2 separate regions of the Mus musculus genome follow, and region 2 is linked to region 1. The links are chromatin contacts, called in public Hi-C maps. All regions are on one chromosome and are shown on one strand. Each heading gives the region's core, a stretch centred on a gene start, on an enhancer-like site or on the middle of the called end of the contact. The rest is flanking DNA. Distances are from core to core; before and after follow the strand shown.

What was found. Hi-C and Micro-C count contacts between places; a contact is called where the count stands out from the background.
Region 2: a contact with region 1 is called in a Hi-C map of double positive thymocytes, with 3 times the contacts expected there. The contact joins two enhancer-like sites. A contact is called at or near these places in 4 of 39 promoter capture datasets (the C10 cell line, hippocampal neurons and pre-B cells), 4 of 484 Hi-C or Micro-C datasets (the G1E-ER4 cell line and double positive thymocytes), 2 of 115 datasets of contacts at active chromatin or transcription factors (bone marrow-derived macrophages and double positive thymocytes) and 1 of 9 other capture datasets (embryonic stem cells).

The regions. Positions count from the first base shown.
Region 1 is chr6:8,362,212-8,366,905 of GRCm38.p6, forward strand. The region is part of intron 2 of Umad1 (UMAP1-MVP12 associated (UMA) domain containing 1); the gene reads left to right. Among named protein-coding and RNA genes, the nearest start is that of Gm46952, 19 kb to the left of the region's middle. Within about 2 kb of position 2,665, at least 25 of the 459 cell types and tissues checked have an H3K27ac peak or open chromatin away from gene starts, as enhancers often do. A contact at or near this core is called in double positive thymocytes, where this site is marked.
Region 2 is chr6:8,482,706-8,487,513 of GRCm38.p6, forward strand. No RefSeq gene overlaps it. Among named protein-coding and RNA genes, the nearest start is that of Gm26075, 16 kb to the right of the region's middle. Within about 2 kb of position 2,101, at least 58 of the 459 cell types and tissues checked have an H3K27ac peak or open chromatin away from gene starts, as enhancers often do. A contact at or near this core is called in double positive thymocytes, where this site is marked.

The DNA.
Region 1 (4,694 bases), core at 1,415-3,914:
TAGCTCTTAGTTAGCTGTTGCTCTTATATCTTTCTAAAATTTTGATTTTGTGGTGTCTACTGTTCTCAAGTCAAAGTTTCCAAGTCCTTAAAGTAGAATCTGCCAGCAGCCGGTCCCCTGCTTTCTGCCCCATGATTCTTCTTTTGCTTTCCTGCGCTCCTAGAATGGTTTTGGTTTCTAAAGAAACACAGGGAAGCAGCATTAAGGCCTTGGATGTCTTTAATACTGAATCCCCCCTGTTTAACCCCTGAGTTCTATCAGCAGCAGCCTTGTTTCTCTCCTGCTGGCTTCAGGACTGTGGAAAATGTCTTTAGTTCAGAAGTTTCAGTATTTGATTTAAAGATCTGTATTAACACTGGAGTTTTACATAATTTGTAACTGCTTTATCTGTATTTTCAAGTCCCAGCACTTCATAGTTGTAGAGTTCTTGATTTAGGTTACTCAGAAATTTACATTTTTATCATGGCCACTCCTGTGCCTTGCTCCTCATTTTCCTCTCTGTCTCCCCATCCCACTTTGTTTCTTAGTTGGGATTTCAGAGTCCTCTTCCAGTTGTTGAGACTATAGGCTCTGGCCCCAAGCCTGACTCCTTCATGAATTCTTATGGGGGATCAAATGCCTTTTCTTATGTGAGAATCTCTATAATATTGCATATTGTAATGTTCAGGACATTCTGGGGTCACTGCCACCAATCATTATTGTGAGTAGCTCTGCTATGAACTTAAAATTTGAAAAGAAGACACAGAAGGGAAAGGGCTCTAATGAAGAAGCCTGTGAGAGTTGTACTGAGCACTGTTTTCACAGTATTTTATATGTGTTATTCTACCACCACTGTGCATTGTCTCTCCTGTGTTTGGTGAAATGTTCTAGGGAATGAGTCCTATAAAGGAGGGATGGTCTCTCGTTCCATTTCACATGGTGCTCAGCCTACTGCATGGCATATAAGGTATTTACTAAACACCAAAAAGAGCTGGACTTAACTTGAACCTGATTGTAAGTACTGTTGTTTCTACTAAAACTTTCTTTGTGAGCCTTTGGAGGTATCCATAGAGGGTTGACTTTATCTTTTTAGTCTTTGTGTGATTTCTCTGTTGAGTGCATATTTTCTTTTCTTACTCTTTATTTGTTTATTTCTAGTTGGTATACAGTTTGTACTTGGGCTTACAATCCTTCCCGGTAGTTAGAAGGATGAGGCAGAGGAGTGACAAAAAGAGTCTGTTGACAAGACCAGTAATGAAATGCAATGCAAAGACTCCCATGCTGTGTTTCACCCCAGAGAAATGAGCTGAGATGCTATTAGATTAAATGGTGTTTGAAAGTTTTTTGTCTTGTTTTTTGTTTCTTTAAACTAAGGGTATTAATAATTAAGAAATAAAAAGAATAGGGAATAAAGAAGGTAAAAAGAAGGAATAAATTACAAATAAGGGGGAAGCATATGAGAAAGTGGTTTGAAAATTCATAAAGAAAATGTCATTAAAATATACACAAAAATAACGGTCACTAAAGCTTTATCAAGTAAAATAGAACAAAATATTTTTTAAATCTTAAAATTGTTAAATTTTTAAAATAAAAATATGAAATCTAGTAAAATAAAAAAATACCACCAGTTAGTATTTCTTTGTTGCTGGCATGAATGTAGTCTCAGTACCTTCTTTATTGTATCTGTAGCTGTCTCTGCAGGTGGGAAGAAGTCTGCTAGTCTCTGTGTTGTTCAAAATGTCTTCAGTTCTGGGACAGATTCCTGAACAAGGGTCAGCTCTCCTTAGGGGTTTCTCAGTTGTCATATAGGTTTCTCCCCCAGTACCTGCCCTCTCCCCCATTCTCCAGCTACAGCCTCCTCTCTGGCACACAGGATAATTGTACTTCCCAAAGTGGTTTTCAGCATCGAAGGCCGGTGCAGTGTCTGTTATTTTCCTTTGCTTCCAGGTTCTCTTTCCCTTTCTGGTTTTCTGCCACCAACCCTCATTGTTGCTGAGTCTGTCCGTGTGTTTGCCAGGGGCACTCTGCGGCTCAGTCTGTGGAGGGAATAGGGGTCCTGGAGCGTGACGATGCGGCAGTGCTAGATTTTCTGCTCTCCTACCCAGAGACTTGATAAGAGTCTCACTGAGGAACGGTTTCCTTCTTGCCAGACTGGTGTTCTAGTAGCAATAAGGTCCCTTAAGGGGAAGCTGTCTTCTTCTCTTCAGAAGAATGGAATCTGTGTCCTAGGTAAAGACCCAACCTTCTAGCTGGGCTGACTAAGGAGCCGCTGCGCAGGAACTCAGATTTGCTTATTAATGCCATGCTAAATGAAAGGATGATTTATCTCTAAGGAGATAACGCCCTTTTCCCTCCCAGAATGCTTGCCTGCTGCTCATCACTGTGAGCTTCACCCGGTGTGCCCTCCTCTCTCTCAGCTACTTATAGGTAGTGAGTGGCTTTTTCTCTTCTCCACCTCCAGTCTCCAGCCTGCTGAGATCTACAGCTTGCCTCTCCTAGAAATTTTCTTTTAAACTACAATAATGTTGTCCTCAGGCTTTCTATTGAGCCACTCTTACTTTCTTTTATTAATGAGACTGAAAATCTCCAGAGGTGATCCTAAAATCTTGAGTATCTTGTGGCATCCCAGGTGGGGTTCCCAGAATTTCGCACGCCCTGGGAGGGAGAGATGCGTAAGTGGCAGCTGGGTCGCTCCAGAGTCTCCATTCCCCACACGGATCTCCTGTCTGCAGCGGACTTGGCGCTTAGCTCTGAAGGCTTTCCTCCTGGCTTGGGTTTTCTGACCCAGAGCCGGCAGAGGTTAGTTCTGCCCCCCAGTGCTGTGAGCTGAATTCCGTGGTCAATAAACCTGGCATAGAGTGGGTTATTATTTTATCTGTTTCTTTCCTGTAAGTACTGCGACCCTTTCTTGCGGTTTCATTCTTCAGCTCAGGTGTTTCCTTTCAGATTCAGGAGAGCCAAGGATGTGATGTTTATCTTTTTCATCACCTTGACTACTCTTAGAATCCGTTCTTCTTGCCTACAGCCAATTCAACAGATGTTTAACTTTGTCACCAGAATGATGTCAGTATCCCAAGGTGTTTTATCCATTGCTGATGTGTCCTGCTAATAATTTTGGTGTGGTAATTTAATATGTCCTTTGGTGTGATTTTGATTTGTCTTTACAATTTATATGCTTGAACTTTTACTTACATTTGTTTGCTAACTATGTTCCATCCTTCATTGTTGAGCCCACCTCGTCCGGCAAGGAAGACACAACACGGTCGGATTCTTCTCAACAGCTTTATTGCAGGAACGCCTGGATGCTGCTACGGGGACCCCGGGAACCCAGGGAGGACTGCTTATATACACCCCAGCACTGGGGAGGGCTATGTGTCCTCCTGGGATTGGTCGGTCTGTCGACACTTCATTAGCATGCACCCGATCTGGAGAGGTTGGCGCCAAGTGGTGACTAGCGCAGGCGCAGTAAGGTTGTTTATAGCCACAGTGTACTGGATACCGGCACCATCTTAAAATTAGCTTCCTACACTTCATTGCTTATCTTCTCCTATTCATGGTTCCTTTAGGATATAATGTTTGTCGACACACTGTGACCAGAGGCCTGGGCATGCCGTGTGTGGAACAGTTAGGGATTCTTGGCTCTATATTCCTTTTTTCTTCATTATGACAGAAAACATACAGATAGACTAACAAAATTAGAAAAGAAGAACTAAACTGAACTGTAAGGGACTTAGATGTGTGTTCAGCTAGATTGGATACCTTAACTCAAGGTTTTTTGGTTTGTTTTGGTTTGGTTGTTTGTTTTTATGTTTTTGTTTTGTTTTGGTTTTTTGTTTTTTCGAGACAGGGTTTCTCTGAGTAGCCCTGGCTGTCCTGGAACTCACTTTGTAGACCAGCCTGGCCTCAAACTCAGAAATCCGCCTGCCTCTGCCTCCCGAGTGCTGAGATTAAAGGTGTGTGCCACCACGCCCGGCTTTAACTCAAGTTTTATGACTTAATGAGGAGTGTGTTGTAGAATCAAATGGCACCTTTAGCAAGTGTGGGTCCTAATAGATCACTGTTGAGTGAATTTAAGGAAGCCTGCCTAATGTTATGCCTAGAACATGTATGACATCCCTCTTGTTGCTTTCACTGTCTCTTCCTGTTCAACATGTTATAACAAAATACCATGAACTGGGCAGCCTATGAATAAGAAAAAATTCTTATTTCTCAATGCTAGAGACTGAGAAGTGTAAAGTCACATTGTTGACAGATTTGCTGTCTGCTGAGGGCTTGCATTATATATACTATGCAGACCATATAAGAACATTCTCTCATGGTGGAAGCAGAGAATAGTAGCCTCTTTGGCCCTGCCTTAGATTTTCCATTGCTATAAAAAGACACCATGGGGGCTGGTGAGATGGCTCGGTGGTTAAGAGCACCCAACTGCTCTTCCGAAGGTCCAGAGTTCAAGTCCCAGCAACCACATGGTGGCTCACAACCACCCGAAATGAGATCTGACGCCCTTGTCTGGTGTGTCTGAGGACAGCTACGGTGTACTTACATATAATAAATAAATAAATCTTAAAAAAAAAAACAGTTTAAGAAAAAACAAACAAACAAACAAAAAAACACCATGACCAAGGCAGCTCTTATAAAGGCAAACATTTCATTGATGCTGGCTTACAGTTTAGAGGTTCAGTCCATTTTCACCATGGCAGCATGCAGGTAGACAT
Region 2 (4,808 bases), core at 851-3,350, 120 kb after region 1:
CTGAGTTTGAGGCCAGCCTGGTCTACAAAGTGAGTTCCAGGACAGCCAGGGCTACACAGAAAAACCTTGTCTCAAAAAAAAAAAAAAAAAAAAAAAACCAACAACAACAACAACAAAAAACAAAACAACAATAACCAAACAAAAACAAAACACTAACAAAACCCCAAAGGATACTTTCAGTAATTCCTTTCTCTTAGCAACACAAATTATCTTCTTGAATTAAAAAGTATTGCATATATATTTAGGTTGTATGGTATGTTTTGATATGCATATTAGTCATGAGATTATTATAATTAAGCAAATCAACCTAGCCACATAGATACTTATTCTGTGCATATGGGTCAAAAGTAACTAGGATCTACTCTTGTAGCAAATATCTCATGGGCAGTGCACTATCATCTAGGAAACCCCTCATTCTAGGTCATTGGATGCTAACAATGTTGGGTGTGTATTCTCATAAATATGTAGGTATGAACTGGAGTGGGTAAAAGTAGGTGTACACAAAGTGTCATCTCAGAGGCTATATGATGAGAGGAGATAATATTAATAAAATAAATAGAGGACATTGATAAAAACGGGAGGGATGTGGATAAGTTGAACTAAAGAAAGCAGAAAAAGAAAATCCATAATACTTGGGTTGGCTTGACTGTTGAACATAAAGGAAATGTGGCTGTCACTGCAATGTGTTGAAAGGTTTCCTGTAGAATTTAGGAATCTGTGCACTTCCGCTACCTGTGTTGTCAGAGTCTCCAGCAGGCCTTTCCAGGTTTACTTTATATCAATTCCCCCTCTCTAGGATCTGATCTGAATTTACACTCTCCAAAGGCCTTCATGCTTCCTATGTCTGCCCCTTAGCAGGGCCTTTGCTCTTATGCGTCTCACATCCTGTTACGGTCTTCCCTAACTACCCAACTCCTTTTTATCATTCAGAGTCTGGACACTTCTTTCTCAAGTAGCTTCCTCTGAATTTCCTGGTTAAGTCTAATTCAACTTTTAATTATTCTATTAAAAGTCTTATATACTGTGTACCTTCCTATGTGTGAGCCATCTCCCAGCTGCTCAGATCCATTTATGTGGCTTTGTAGCTAGTGATTGACCTCCATCCACTCTTCTTTTAAGCTTAGTATTCTTAGTGTTTGGCTTGTAGGCCCTATAAACACACACACACACACACACACACACAGAGACTTTAGCGAATGAGTAACAACAACAGCATTGTAATACATCCTTGAGGTAGATTTTGTTAGACTAGACTATCATTACTTTTTCTCTACTGAATAAGAAGAAAAAGAAAAACACAGCAACTATCTTGGAGACGTAAAGACAAGCATTGTCAGAATTCCTAAGCTGGTGGTAGTCATTTATACATGTACTTAGAGTCCCAGCATTTGGAAGTCTGAAACAGTAGAATTACTACCTGCATTTCAGGGCAGTCTTTGCTACATAGTAAGTTTAAGGTCTGGGCTCTTAGAAAAAGACCCTGTCACAAAATAAAGAGAAAAGTAAAACAAAACAAACAAAACCCTATAAGAATAGTAAAAATATTGAAATATTGACAATTGTTGATAGGAACTGACAAAAACAAAATGAGAATCCCCAGGAAGAAAAAAAATGAATGTGACAAATTCTTTTTTTTTGTTTGTTTTTTGTTTTTTGTTTTTCGAGACAGGGTTTCTCTGTATAGCCCTGGCTGTCCTGGACCTCACTTTGTAGACCAGGCTGACCTCGAACTCAGAAATCCACCTGCCTCTGCCTCCCGAGTGCTGGGATTAAAGGCGTGCGCCACCACGCCCGGCTAATGTGACAAATTCTTATAAAATTTAGAGCCACCAGTCAGCCAATCCAGCTGACTAAGGAAATGAATTGGTAATGTGGGATGGAGGACACATAGAGGCAGCAAGCAGTGTTTCCTCTGTTGCTTTTTTTTTTTTTTTTTTTTTTAAGACCGGGTTCTTTACTGAACCTAGAAATTGCCACTTGGCCAGAATGCCTGGTCAGCAAGACCCCAGGGTCTGACTGCTTGCCTCCCACACGCCTATCCCCGAGTGTCAGCCAGGTGCTGCAGTGGAACGTTCACATGAAAGCCGGAGGTCTGAACCCAGATCCTCACGCCTCGCGCTAAGCACTTTATCCCTGAGTCATTGCTTCTGTCCTGGCAGTTACTGCCTTATGTAGTTAGAAGCCCAGAAGTGCTCTTTCTCAGGATTCCAAACAGTGGCCAGCAGCCACAGGTGCCCAAATGCTTTCTTACTACATCACTCAGAGAAGTAGAGTTCTTTCCTGAAAGTGATCGGAAAGTATTTCTTCTCAGCCTTATCTAATCAACCTAGTACCAACTTGGGTCAAATCTCCTGCCAGACTACTAATCAGCTAGCCTGTAGGAACATGTGCTGCTGAGCTGTCATCTCCAACTGCTAATTAACCTAGTGGGCCAGTGAGGTTCAGTCTTTGGGTCTGATTTCATAATTTCCTGATTCCCAGACCTACTCGCTCCGTTCTCCTTCTGTCTTAACCATGGGCTTTCTGGGTAATCTCGAATCAGCCACCTAACAATTTTTGCTCTGTCCTCTATGGAAATAGGTCTTTGTGTAGACTCCCCCTTTTTACCAACCATTATTTTGAAGTAAAAATAGATAAACTCTCCCTGGTTCTACAAATCTGTGCTAGCATGCTGCGTAATGAGGGACTGTTGTGTCTTAAGCCTCCTTTTGAAGACAGAAACAGATCTTTCAGGTGAGCGAGAGAGGAGCAGGTGATCAGCTGAAGTCACGCAACAGTGTTCCAGGAACTCTAGCAAGGCGGTGCTCAGCTTGTACTTAAACTGGTCCTAACCAGACTAGAGAAGCCAGCAAAAAGGCAGGAAATGGCTTCTGTTGATTTCAGCAGCAGCTTAACTCAATGTGCCAGGCAGCTGTGTCTCTCATTGGCCACAGCTGCTGCGAGCAGCAGGATGAGGGTTGACCTATATCTGTCCTCTGTAGGTCAACCCCCGAATTTGTTTGTAGAAGCTTCAGTCTTCTAGAACGCCAAGTTTCGCTTAGTACCTACCACAGTACCCTGATTTTATCAGGAAGTGAGATAGCCCACACCTGTGAAGAGCTGACATCTGCGGGCTTCCCCAGCTCTAACTTCTCTTGCTTTGTCTCTCACTGCCCCTCCCTCCTGTTAGCCTCTTGCTCCTTGTTTTTTGTTCGCCACCCTGCTTCCATCATCCTCTGGGTGAGAGGGGCCGCGATGGTCACAGCTGTGTGCCTTCTTGCAATCACGATGATGCTAGTGCTTGTCTTTACGGTTCCAAGTTCCATCTTTCAGTTGCAGCCATCATCCCACGTGTGTGCCTGTGCCACCACAGGTTTTAGGATGTGTCAGTTGCTCTTTTCAGCTGCAGCTGTAAACAGAATTGTCTGTTGGATACATGCCTTCAACACCTTAGTGCCCGAGTTTCTACACGGTAATAGCTTCTTCACTGTTTTTCATGGCTAAGAAATTTGGAAAAGATAGACTGTAAGTCTTTCTCCTAGATTAGAAAGCCATCTATTTGATTGTTTTTATTTTCAAAGCCAACATCCAAATGTGATAACGCCTCTTGTCCTTTGCCTTAGAGTGGGGTCAATAGGAGCATGCTGTCCCAGGTCTCAGTTGGTAGACATGTTTCTTTATGCTTATGGCACAATGTGAAAGGAATCCTAGTCAGTCGCATGAAAGCATCGGGACTCTGTAGGCCTCTCCCTCTTTGTAGCACAGGTATTGTTTCCTGTGATGATTTCTTCACTGGCTCTTTATAATAAATAACAAAGACGCAGCTCGGGTGGTGGGAACTCGGGGCCCTGTGTACACTAGGTCCGGCACAGAAATTTGAGATAGGAAAGGCCTATTAAACCATCTCAGTGGTTCTCTGAGGGCACATGGTGGTTTTGCCCTCCCCAGAACGCCTGGCTACTTTTTAGTGCATTTTCCAATTGCAAATAGTACAAGAGAAAGGGATTCTGGCTCCCCAGGGGACAAGCGCTGCACAGTCAATAATAGACCCTCCATTACAGCGTGTGACCTGCTCTGCCACCTTAATCGTCTCCATGTTGAGTTTCATTTCCATCACTCCTTCTCTGTCCCCTCGGACCACACTAAATAACTTCCCTCCATCCACGCTGTTTATGCCCTTCAAGTACTCTTGGCCGTGGCCTACGAGCCAGTCCTGGATGGTTAGCCCCTGGTGGACATGCTGAGAGACTCTCTTCTTTCATCTGCCTCTGGAAGGCAGTCCCTTCGGCCTTATAAATCGTGCTCGTTGCTTTTCAGTGAATGCCCACCAGTTTCTCAATATTTGGTCTCATTTCTTTTTCACTCCAACCGCTCGTGAAAATCCCTTTGCTGTTTCTGTTGACAGAAGTAGTAGAATCCCAGCTTTCTGAAAGCAGGCCAGAGCTTTTGAGCCCCGGAGAGTATCATAGCTCAGGGCCTTTGAGTCCCTTACTTGCTGAGCTAATGGGAGTTTGGTGTGTGCTTAGAGACAGGAGCGCTTGATGCGTGTCTCGTCAGGCCAGCCCTTGTTTTGGTGGCACATTGATAACTCTCGTTAGTTGTTTAAATCATAGTTCGCTGCCCACATAAATGTCTGGTTGAAAAAAAAAAAAAGCCTCCCTGGACGCCCTCAGAAAACTGCCAACATCTTTTCTCTTATTAATCCTGTTTACGGAGGCTCGATTGGCAGGCATCAGCTTTATCTGGTACCTCCTCCGCTAACGGGGAGCAGTTCCTTCCCAGTGAGGCAGAACAAGCCCTTTACCTTGAAAGAGCAGGAGTGGTACAAG